2 separate regions of the Bombyx mori genome follow, and region 2 is linked to region 1. Evidence: chromatin contacts called from public Hi-C data. All regions are on one chromosome and are shown on one strand. Each heading gives the region's core, a stretch centred on a gene start, on an enhancer-like site or on the middle of the called end of the contact. The rest is flanking DNA. Distances are from core to core; before and after follow the strand shown. Region 1 has its middle 59 kb from the start of Mir100. Region 2 overlaps LOC134201128 (a long non-coding RNA gene).

The links. Hi-C and Micro-C count contacts between places; a contact is called where the count stands out from the background.
Region 2: a Hi-C map of midgut shows a contact between it and region 1, with 2.0 times the contacts expected there. The contact joins two enhancer-like sites. A contact is called at or near these places in 5 of 7 Hi-C or Micro-C datasets (middle silk gland, midgut, posterior silk gland and 2 more).

Annotation. Positions count from the first base shown.
Region 1 is chr23:16,609,740-16,615,044 of ASM3026992v2, forward strand. No RefSeq gene overlaps it. Among protein-coding and RNA genes, the nearest start is that of Mir100, 59 kb to the left of the region's middle. Within about 2 kb of position 2,957, at least 8 of the 8 cell types and tissues checked have open chromatin away from gene starts, as enhancers often do.
Region 2 is chr23:16,656,464-16,662,144 of ASM3026992v2, forward strand. All of the region lies in intron 1 of LOC134201128 (a long non-coding RNA gene), which reads right to left. Among protein-coding and RNA genes, the nearest start is that of LOC134201128, 13 kb to the right of the region's middle. Within about 2 kb of position 3,133, at least 4 of the 8 cell types and tissues checked have open chromatin away from gene starts, as enhancers often do.

The DNA of each region.
Region 1 (5,305 bases), core at 1,707-4,206:
TTTGAAGTCTCTTATAAATTTATAGATCCCCATTGCTGACCAGAGGATGTCAAGTCTATCGGAAGATACGTGAACGACCACGGCACGCTTCTGTCTTTTCTTCTATCATGAATACTCATCAAAGTATCTGAGCTTTAATACGTTCTACTAGGAGTTATTTCGACTTGGAAGCAGAGGATACGGTGCACATCGAAATCAGAAGTGGTACAAGCCGCTGAGGACACTCATCAGACTTTATATTCAGACAGGTGATCAGAAAACATGGAAGGTATGTGGTGATAATGATTTCTGGAACCTCCTCAGCTTCAGCTCGTGAATTTGAACTTAAATAATAAAGAGGGTATCATCTCTAGCAGCTCCTCAAAAAACTCCTCGTTGACTTAAAATAAAACCTATGTGGCAAGTAGCCATGATACAAACGCAAGGCATTTGCAGATGCCTGAATTTCGCTTACGACATTTTCAAGATGAATTTGCATATAATATACAAGTTCCGAACAACATTCATCACGCTCTCGGTGGAAGATCTCCCCTTTGTCGTATACTTTCAAACCCACAAGAGGCATCAAGCTACTTCCGTCGATCAAGGCTTCAATCCATCGGACTTTGACGATGAGAATCTATTTATAGATCACATTGCTGACGTCACTGATGCTTGTTGAAAATCTAGTGCACACTGACATGTCAATGTACCGTCCATAAGGCTATTCTTAGACGGTTCGTTTTGTGAATAACGCGTCAGATCAGAAATAATGAAGCCCACAGCCTGAGGGTTAACGTGAAATGAAATACTACATGGATACAGCGCGTGCTATATCTGGGACTGAAGATTTAGAAGGTCGGCTCTATCGTTTGAGGCGTCAGTTGAGATTCCAGCTGATTTATGCACCAGTGTGGAGTCGTAGGATAGCACCGCATCCAGTAGGGGTCGTGAGGCGAATTGAAGATTCTTCGGAGAACGAGTAGGGGCGTCCTCTGAGTATCATATCAGCGCACTGTCTCCAACTTACTGGCGGTAGGTCTTCTTGTGAGTCCGCACGGATAGGTACGCCGCCTTGCCTACTTCTGCCGTGAAGCAGTAATGCGTTTCGGTTTGAAGGGTGGGGCAGCCGTTGTAACTATACTGAGACCTTAGAACTTATATGTCAAGGTGGATGGCGCATTTACGTTAGATGTCTATGGGCTCCAGTAACCACTTAACACCAGGTGGGCTGTGAGCTCGTCCACTCAGCTAAGTAATAAAAAATAAAAAAGGCATTTATTGGTGATAGGCAATATTTTAAAACCGCACGGGCTGATGCCTATTTCTATTGCGCGTCAGAAACCCATTCCCGTTCCCGTTTTCTTCGCTTTAGAGGGTACTTTGATTTGGTAATTTTCATATATATATATATATATTTTATTATATTTTGTTCATTTTTTATCATATACGTTTTTATTCGTAATTTCCTCAGTGCTGGTGCAGTATATTTTTTTCAGATTTCCGTATTTACCTGTAATACAGATAACCCGAATAGTTCTCTACCATTTATTATTGTTTCAATGGTATTTCTAACACGTGTATATGGCGTCGTGAGACCAGACCAAGTAAGTTTAATGGACTGACGAGTGAACGCGCCGTCTGATCGTTAGTGGGCACTGCTTAGGATTCTTTTAGGAGCGCGTTTGACAGCGGGAAAGAGTTTTATGATATTGTTTAGAAATTTCTCTGGCGCAATTTTCAGCTTTTTCTTTGCTCACGACCGCGGCACCTTGAGTGGTCACTATCACTCATGGACACCAACTGAACGGCTGTCTATTGTTACTGTTAATGTTCAAAGCGTTTTACCGTGCAAATTATATAATATGACACGTTGTATGTTATATTTCTAATTTAATTACGTTTTTCATTTAAACTCACATGGCATGGACGTAATATTATAAATGCTTTTCTTTTTTTTTTCAGCTTGAGAATATGAAATATTAGGTGCAGTGCATGTAACGATGTTTGCTGATGGTAGAATTTATGATGCCCATACGGCTTGGTATTACAATCCTGTCTCTTTAAATCACAAATCATCTCGATACTAGAAACCACTTTTAGCACTCGTTTCTTCGAACTCTAAAGACCTCAAACGTATGCCTCAAAGTGGAACACGTGGATATAACATTTAAAACTCTCATCCCCTAACACTAAATGGTCCAGAACTCGGTTATATTATTAGGCCTGAAGGCAAAATTTAATTTTCTTGTTTTAGTACAAATATTTGCATGTGCCATTTTGTGTGTCTATTAAAGCACTCAACGAATAAAAATGGAAAGTATACGTACAGAGATCCGGCATCGCAAGCAATGAGTACAATGTGCTTTCTCATAACCTATTCCTCTCTTGAATTCCTGAAGACATTTCGATTGACTGAATTACACAAAACTATTTTACGAGTGGCAGTGGGTTATGTTTCAATTTGATTTTACACTATCCTCTATTAAGCTAGAGAGAGAGAGAGAGAGAGAGAAAGCTACCTGAAAACCACAACGCTTTTATATACGAAATTAATTAAACGAAAACTACATGACGCTTAAAAAGAGAACGTCACTAAAATTCACACAAAGAATTCGAAATTCAAAAACTCACATCGCTCCTAAGACGAAACGAATTTCACGTAATTTTCCATTTAGGCCTACAACACGCACCCCGTGGACGTTCCAAATTCGAAAACATCAATCCGAACGGGCACTGACTGGTACACTCTGGTCGCCGCGGACATGGTTCGATCGCGCACGGCTCCAAAAACGGATTTCGTATTATGGGTCAACTCACGGCGGTCGGGCCCCGAGCGGTACAGCGTGTCAAGCCGTTTGGGCGAAAAAGCGAAAAAGACAGGCATATCTTCGTCGCGAGAGCACGGGTTCAATGTACCGGCCTCCTTACGTGGGCGCGGGCGACGGTCTCGCGTTTCGCTCGCGCTTGCAGCGTTAGATACGCGCGCGAGCGAGAGCACCGCGATCCACTTTTTGTTGAAAACGTTAATTTCGATCGGCGCACGACGACGCAAGCCGTCTTGATACTTGATGATTTTTTGGATTTGATAATAATTATTTAAGTACCAATTTATATTTATGTATTAAGTCATAAATCACGATGTTACCACTAATGCGACTATTATAATTTTAGGTCAGTCAATTTCACAAGAACGATATATAATAATTATATAACATTATAAAATGTAGATCATCACCATAGGCCCTACAATGTACGCTACCAATTTTCAATGGAATTAAAAAAATAAAAACTGCAAAACTTACAGCGTTATTCTACGTCGTCGCTTTTATAAACAAAACGAGATGAATCGCTGATCTATTGTTTACGGAACGCTAATTGATAGAAAAACCGCGTTTTAAAAATAGAAAACGAGGAGTAAGAACGCTTTCAGCAGTAATTTGAGATAATCTCGTGATCGGAGTCATGGACGCGTGTTACATGTAGCGGTCGGAATAGCGACGTGCACATCTGTGACTGGGAATTGCGACTGTTTCGATTCAAGCTCAAACACCGTTTAAAATATACATGTATTTGTTGCAAAAACGCTTGTCTCGTTGACTCGATCTTTAGATGCCTTGGTTCTGAAATGCTAATGGACGTATGCATTAAAAAAATTATCACGACTTTGCATGTAGTAAAACGGCCACATTACACATATACATATCGCATCGGATTAATAGCATTCAATCGAAGACGTTATAATTTGACACTGCCATTTTACTTTTAGATGTAGAATTTGAGTTTTTTTCCCCTACCTATGCGCTGGTAGCCTAAGGGGCTATTCCAGCTACGCGCGGCTAGGTGATCTCACGGGCTCAGCCTAAGAGAATTTACTAATACTAGCCCTAGCAAGAGCAGTGCTTCACAAGGTCTACCACCGGATCGGAATCGCGACTCACTGAGAAAATCCAGCGAGAAACTCAATGGGCTGTGTTTATGGGTTGGTTCGCTCGTCGAGAATTTGAGTCATTGTTTACCATCGAAAGAATATATATTGAAAAAATGATAAAGTTTATACATTTGAAACTTTAAGAAGAGTTAAAACACGAACGTTATTTTATTATAAGCTTTTCTCAAAATTGAATCGTAAAACATCAGAAAACCTATTTATGCTACAAAGCAAAATTCAAACGACTAAAACCTTGATCAGCATAAAATCCTTTGACAAAGCTACGTCACACACCAAAGACATATTTAACCGTTGAATCGCAAGCGTGTGTCGTACTTAACGACGCGTCTCCGGCGTCACGAGCAATCACCGACTTAGCAACAGCGAGTCTATTTATACACATCTATAAATAGAGCTTAAATCAGTCAATTAAGCGGACGAGTGTTGAAAAATGCATGGTTTTTTGCTTCTAGACTTTTCTTTGTTAGTGCTCTAAGCGGCGCATTGCACGCACACCTTGTGGGACTAGATCGAGTAGCCTTCAATGAAATTAGTAGCTACAGTTAGCTACATTATGAGTATTACAAAGATTTTTTACAAAACTAAACGTTTTTCTTCTCTGCGGTTTTATGAATTTTGAATTTAAAGCCTCAAATCCTATACGGGTTTTGAGATACCTATACAATTTTTTTTAAGCATGTCGTCGTTAGTTAGAGTCGTTATAATTTAAACAAAAATGTAATAAATCGATACAAATCTATCGTATTTGGACAGGGATCGTAAAATGAAATGATAAAAACATCAAATTCACGATCACGCGACTTTGTCTGCTTTTCTTGCGAATAGATAAGCATCTCAGCGTTCTAGTTTATATGCAGGACAGTCGTTATGTAATGCGATGATGATGATGCTAGTGGCGTATAGAAAAAAACGTCTGCCTGCGATTTAGATCTTAATTTTCCAGCATCCGAGTCACCTGATGAGAAATAGTTATCCTACCATGCTCTAAAGATATCAATAAGTGAAAAGTCAAGAATTGGCTTTTAAACGTTCCTAAATGACATATTCGTAATTTCGACTGAGGGTTCATTATACAATTCAACAACAACATGCTTCAACAATTATTACAATGAATCTTATGGATTTTCTTATAATAAGAAGGATTTATACATTTTTGGAATAACTTCAGTAAGTTTTTTTTTTTAACATAAATAATTGTTCCACGTTAAACGACCCAAATCTTGAATTATTGTTGTGATAGCCAGATAACAGGAAACCCCAAATATTTAATGTATTGGAAAAATAATACTGAGTCTGCGATCGAACCTGTCTCCTGTGATACGGTTGTCAGGGTCACCGACCACTCTACTAACGAGACTATAAAAGAATCGACTT
Region 2 (5,681 bases), core at 1,883-4,382, 47 kb after region 1:
ACATTTGACAATTCCGTCCTTCGTTCGTGAACTGCGAGAAATATTCAAGTGTTTTTCGCCGCGGCAGGCATTTGTTCAAACACACCGGCACTTGGACAAACATGCGGCGTGCGAGCGCTCGTGTTGGACCGCAACCATTGGCCCACAAGGCAGGCCCTACAAACCGGTGTCGTCCTAGACACGGTCGAATCATTCACATAGATAGGACCCGCCCAAACTGTTGCACACATACAAACAAATGCACGTTCTTGGGTTCGCCTTGGAACGCAGCTTTGGACTGACAGCTACTCCGGCTTGACTATTGGACGGAATTAATCGCGTCTATAGATATTGATAATTTGGTATGCACCATTTTACGTTGAAGTCGTAAAAGATTAGACGGCCGGTGCATTCGTATCGAGCGACGTGACTGTGCCGATTTTCGAATCCCGCAGACGGGAACCAAATTTTTTTATTACGATATACATAGTTTTGTCATGTTCGCCGAGTGAATTTCATGATGAATCAATTAACTAAATCGTGTAATAAAAATCAAATCCGTAAATGTAATAATTTGCGTGATTACTACTTAGTTTCTCGCCCGATTTTTTCAATGGGTCTCGTTTCCGATCCAGTGGTAGATTCTGCGATGCATAGCTCTTGCTAGGGCCAGTGTTAGCAAGACTCCCGGTTTGAGCTCCGTGAGCTCACCTACACGTCAAGGAGAACCTGAAATAGCCTCTCAAGGCTATCACCATAGGTAGGAAAAAAACTATACAAACAAGACTTTTTTTATTTCCTTGTAGGCAGACGAGCATACGGCCCACCTGATGGTGAGAGGTTACCGTCACTCATGGACATCAGCAATGCCAGGGTCAGAGCCAAGCCGCTGCCTACCATTAATGTAGACTTCGAGAATCGAAGGTGGATAGCGACAATCACGTTTTGAGGTCTCTTGTAAGCACATATTTTAACAACCCTTACATTAAAAAAAACAGCAATAATTTTGTTTCAAAATCCCTTTACCATTTAAAGGCAGACAGAAAATAGACGAAAAGGAATTGGCTATGGCAAACAAAAAAAATAAAAACACCCTTGCAACCCCATTGTCAATAAAAACGCAAAGGCTGCAACGCTGCTATTGGACGCACCACACGAGCGGGGTTGGGGATGAAAATTAAGTACATAGCATACTTTTTTCAAAGGGGTGCCCTTACAAAGTACAATCGTTTGTTGATTTCATTCAAAATAATCAATAACATTAAATTCGAAAAGCGCCCATGCAGATGGAAAGCTAATTATACATGTGTGCTCTGAGGAATTGTTCGAGATGATACCGGCATTTATTACCCTTGTAGGCAGACAAGTATAAGGCCCACCTAATGATGAGTGGTTGCCGTCACCGATGGGCTTCAGCAATGTCAGGGGCAGAGCCAAGCCACTGGCTACCATTTAATACTCTCCACAAGCCTTGTTTGAAGAAGGACATGTTATGACATGGGAAATACCGTGGAGAAGAGCTAATTCCAAAGCCGGATGGTACGTGGCAACAAAGATCTCTGGAAACGCACTGCGGAGGAACGCAGTGACTCCAGGTAGCATGGATAAGCTCTGCTTCGGTAGCGGGTGGAGCGATGGGATAAACGACATGATGGGCTCATCTCAAACAATTTCTCAGAGCACACTCCTCTGGCTGCATCTCGGTAGATGAGCACGAAGCCTCTTTGATAGTAAGTTTCATTCTATTGCTTACATTTGTCGACGAGCTCACCTTCACCTGGTGCTAAGTTGTTACTGGACACAAATCAACAACGTACATCTAAGCATTAAAACATAAATGCCGTCGCCTACCGTGAGATCCGAGTTCTATTCAGTTGTTATAGTACAACAGCTGACCCACCCTTATAACCGAAACGCATTACTGCTTCACAGCAGAATTAGGTAGGGCGGTGGTACCTACCCGCGCAGACTCACAAAACACCCTAACACCAAACAGTACGCAAATAATAATTGTGGCCGGTTGTATTTTTATTCCACAACCTTATTCCTAAGTCATTCGTGAACATTAGTTGAGTATGTATTTCATCAAGAAAACTGGTACTTGCTAGCGGGATTCCAACACCGGTATCGTCTCGTCATTCGATACCATAGAGCTGGACGTCTGGAATTTTAAGCCACGTCGACTTCAAAAGTGGTAATCTATGAGTGGATAGTGGAGTAAGAGACAATACAACGTGAACAACACAAGCTTCGGTTATAATTTCGAAGTCTTTTAAAAAAAAGCTCACGCAATATGAAAGATTTTAAATTGTACGTTAAAGTAGGTATGTGTGATGTTTCTAGATAAGTCTTGCAAATGACACAATTTCGTAAATTTTATTATACTTTTTTTTCGTTTCAAGGTCATTTTTTAATGCGATGTTTGACCGGACAGAGCGGCTAGTCACGTACACAGATAGAACGAGTACAGGATTACAGAGTACTCTGCACTGTCACGTGGAGCGCGACTAGTCGCAGGGACACGGGGACTCACAGAGCCTCCGCTACACACACATGATGTATGCACCGGCCGAGTGCGGGACAGACTAGTGCACTGTCACGTGGAGCGCGACCAGTCGCAGGGACACGCGGACTCACAGAGCCTCCGCTACACACACACATGATGTGTGCACCGGCCGAGTGCGGGACAGACTAGTGCACTGTCACGTGGAGCGCGACTAGCCGCAGGGACACGGGGATTCACAGAGCCTCCGCTAGACACACACACACACAGACATGATGTGTGCACCGGCCGAGTGCGGGACAGACTAGTGCGCTGTCACATGGAGCGCGACTAGTCGCAGGGACACACGGACTCACAGAACCTCCGCTACACACACACATGATGTGTGCACTGGCCGAGTGCGGGACAGACTAGTGCACTGTTACGTGGAGCGCGACTAGTCGCAGGGACACGGGGTCTCACAGAGCCTCCGCTACACACACACATGATGTGTGCACCGGACGAGTGCGGGACAGACTAGTGCACTGTCACGTGGAGCGCGACTAGTCGCAGGGACACGGAAACTCACAGAGCCTCCGCTACTATACAGTCCGCAGAGTGCGGGACAGACCCAGGACAATCACCGCGCTACACCGCGATAGCCCTAATAATGTTAAAAATATGTAGAGACTGACTGCGATAATTATCTTTCAATACGTTACCCACTCAGAAATTACGTCATGGCAATTCTGTTTTAGCTTCAAATTGGTTGTTAGACGTACCGGCGCCCCAAAATTATACATTTTGCGAGATAGCATATCAACAGTTTATCACACATGGCGACAAGAAATGAGCGCGAAAAAAGATACGGTTTTCAGTGTTTTAATTGAAATTTCAAGAAGAACAACTAATTATGTGGTGTATTATATATATTTGTATATAGGTCGGATTACGTACCCGAAAACACGTGGAAAATAGTATGTGACACAAAGATCATAGTGTTTTAGCGTAGGACTCCCAATTAGGTATAGGACGTATCTGTGTCTTTGTGTGTACGAGAAGAGCTCGGGATCAGTACAGAGCTGCAGAGGACCGTGTCTACCATCATCATTATGATCTCAGCCTGTCCTCTGTCCTCTGCTGAACATAGGTCTCTCCAATTGATCTCCAGTGCGGCCGGTCCGTTGCCACCTGCCTACAACGTGACCCAGCGATTCTCACTAGGTCATCCGTCCGTCTGGTAGGTGGCCGTTCCACACTGCACTTGCCAGTACGTGGTCTCCACTCGAAGATCTTTCTGCACCATCGGCCGTCCGATCTTCGCGCTACGTGGCCTGCCCACTGCCACTTCAGCTTGCTAATCCTACGGGCTATGTCAGCAACTTTGATTCTTTTACGGATCTCCTCATTTCTGATTCGGTCTCGTAGAGAAATACCAAGTATAGCCCACTCCATAGCTCGCTGCGTGATACTAAGCTTCCTAAAAAGATCCCTTGTGAAACACCACGTCTCGGAACCGTAAATCATCATTGGTAACACGCACTGGTGGTAGGACCTCTTGTGAGTCCACACGGGTAGGTACCACCACCCCGCCTATTTCTGCCGCGAAGCAGTAATGCGTTTCGTTTTGAAGGGTGGGGTTGCCGTTGTAACTATACTGAGACCTTAGAACTTGTATCTCAAGCTGAGTGGCAAATTTTCTTAATAGATTTCTATGGGCTCCAGTAACCACTTAACACCAAGTCAGCTGTGAGCTCGTCCACCTATCTAAGCAATAGTAGTGTAATATAGAACTAGGCTACATGTAGGTCGGAGCTGTGTCCATTAGTGTATGAGGAGAGCTCGGAATCATTACAGAGTTGCAGAGGACCGTGTCTATAGTAGTGTAGTGTACGACTAGAGGCTAGATGTAGGTCAAATGTGTCTTTGTGTGTACGAGGGGAGCTCGGGATCAGTACAGAGCTGCAGGAGACCCTGTGTGGTGGTGTATATAGGACTAGATTCTAGATGTAGGTCGGGTCTGTGTGTGTGTGTGTGCACGAGGAGAGTTCGGGATCAGTACAGAGCTTTAGACGGTTTTTACAATACTGCAATCAGCTAGATAGAACACGGAAGCGTGTTTAAAATCTCCCGATACGGATCTACAGAAGACCGTTTTGCGTTAACGCATACGTTTTATATTACACGTAGGGCTAGCGATAAGGACTTAACATTACTAACCCATATTTATCAGGCGCAGACAGTTTTTTCAGCGTCTGGTTTCCGACAACGAAAAAAAAAACACGTTCATGTTTATTTTGTATACACGTGCAACGTCGGTGAACGTGTCGGAAAATATCCGGAATGAGTTCGCAGCGATAGTCGGTTAGTTAGGTACCGTACTGATGTACTGGCGACTGTGTTTGCGTCGTATTTGATTTTTTGTACGACAAAGAGAGAGATAGAGAGTAGACTTTAGTTTTTTTTTACCTGCCTAATCTGACATCCTTGATTGGTATGTCAGCGTAACCCTAGCGTGTAGGTGAGCTCGCGAGGCTCAAATGTTGTGAGTCCTCTTGTGAGTCCGCACGGGTAGTGACCCCCACCCCGCCTATTTCTGTCGTGAAGCAGTAATGCGTTTCGGCTTGAAGGGCGGGGCAGCCGTTGTAACTATACTGAGACCTTAGAACTTATATCTCAAGGTGGGTGGCGCATTTACGTTGTAAATGTCTATGGGCTCCAGTAACCACCTAACACTAGGTGGACTGTGAGCTCGTCGAACCATCCAAGTATAAAAAAAATTGTGTATCTTTTTAGCTTGTAATGTGTATTGTGTGCCTAGTAAATAAATAAATTGCCAAACGTACTGGACGCGGTGGAGTGACGATCTGTGGAGGGTAGCAAGAGCTGGATGAGAGTAGCCGAGGGTCGTGCTCAATGCCGTGCAATTGGAGAGACTTATGTCTGATAGTGGTTCAGTAGCTGATGATGATGCCTTTTTTAATTTTTTTTATTGCTTAGATGGGTGGACGAGCTCACAGTCCACCTAGTGTTAGGTGGTTACTGGAGCCCATAGACATCTACAATGTAAATGCGCCACCCACCTTGAGATATAAGTTCTTTTTTTTTATTGCCCTTGTAGGCAAACGAGCATACGGCCCACCTGATGGTGAGTGGTTACCGTCGCCCATGGATTTCAGCGATGCCAGGGGCAGAGCAAAGCCGCTGCCTACCGCTTAAT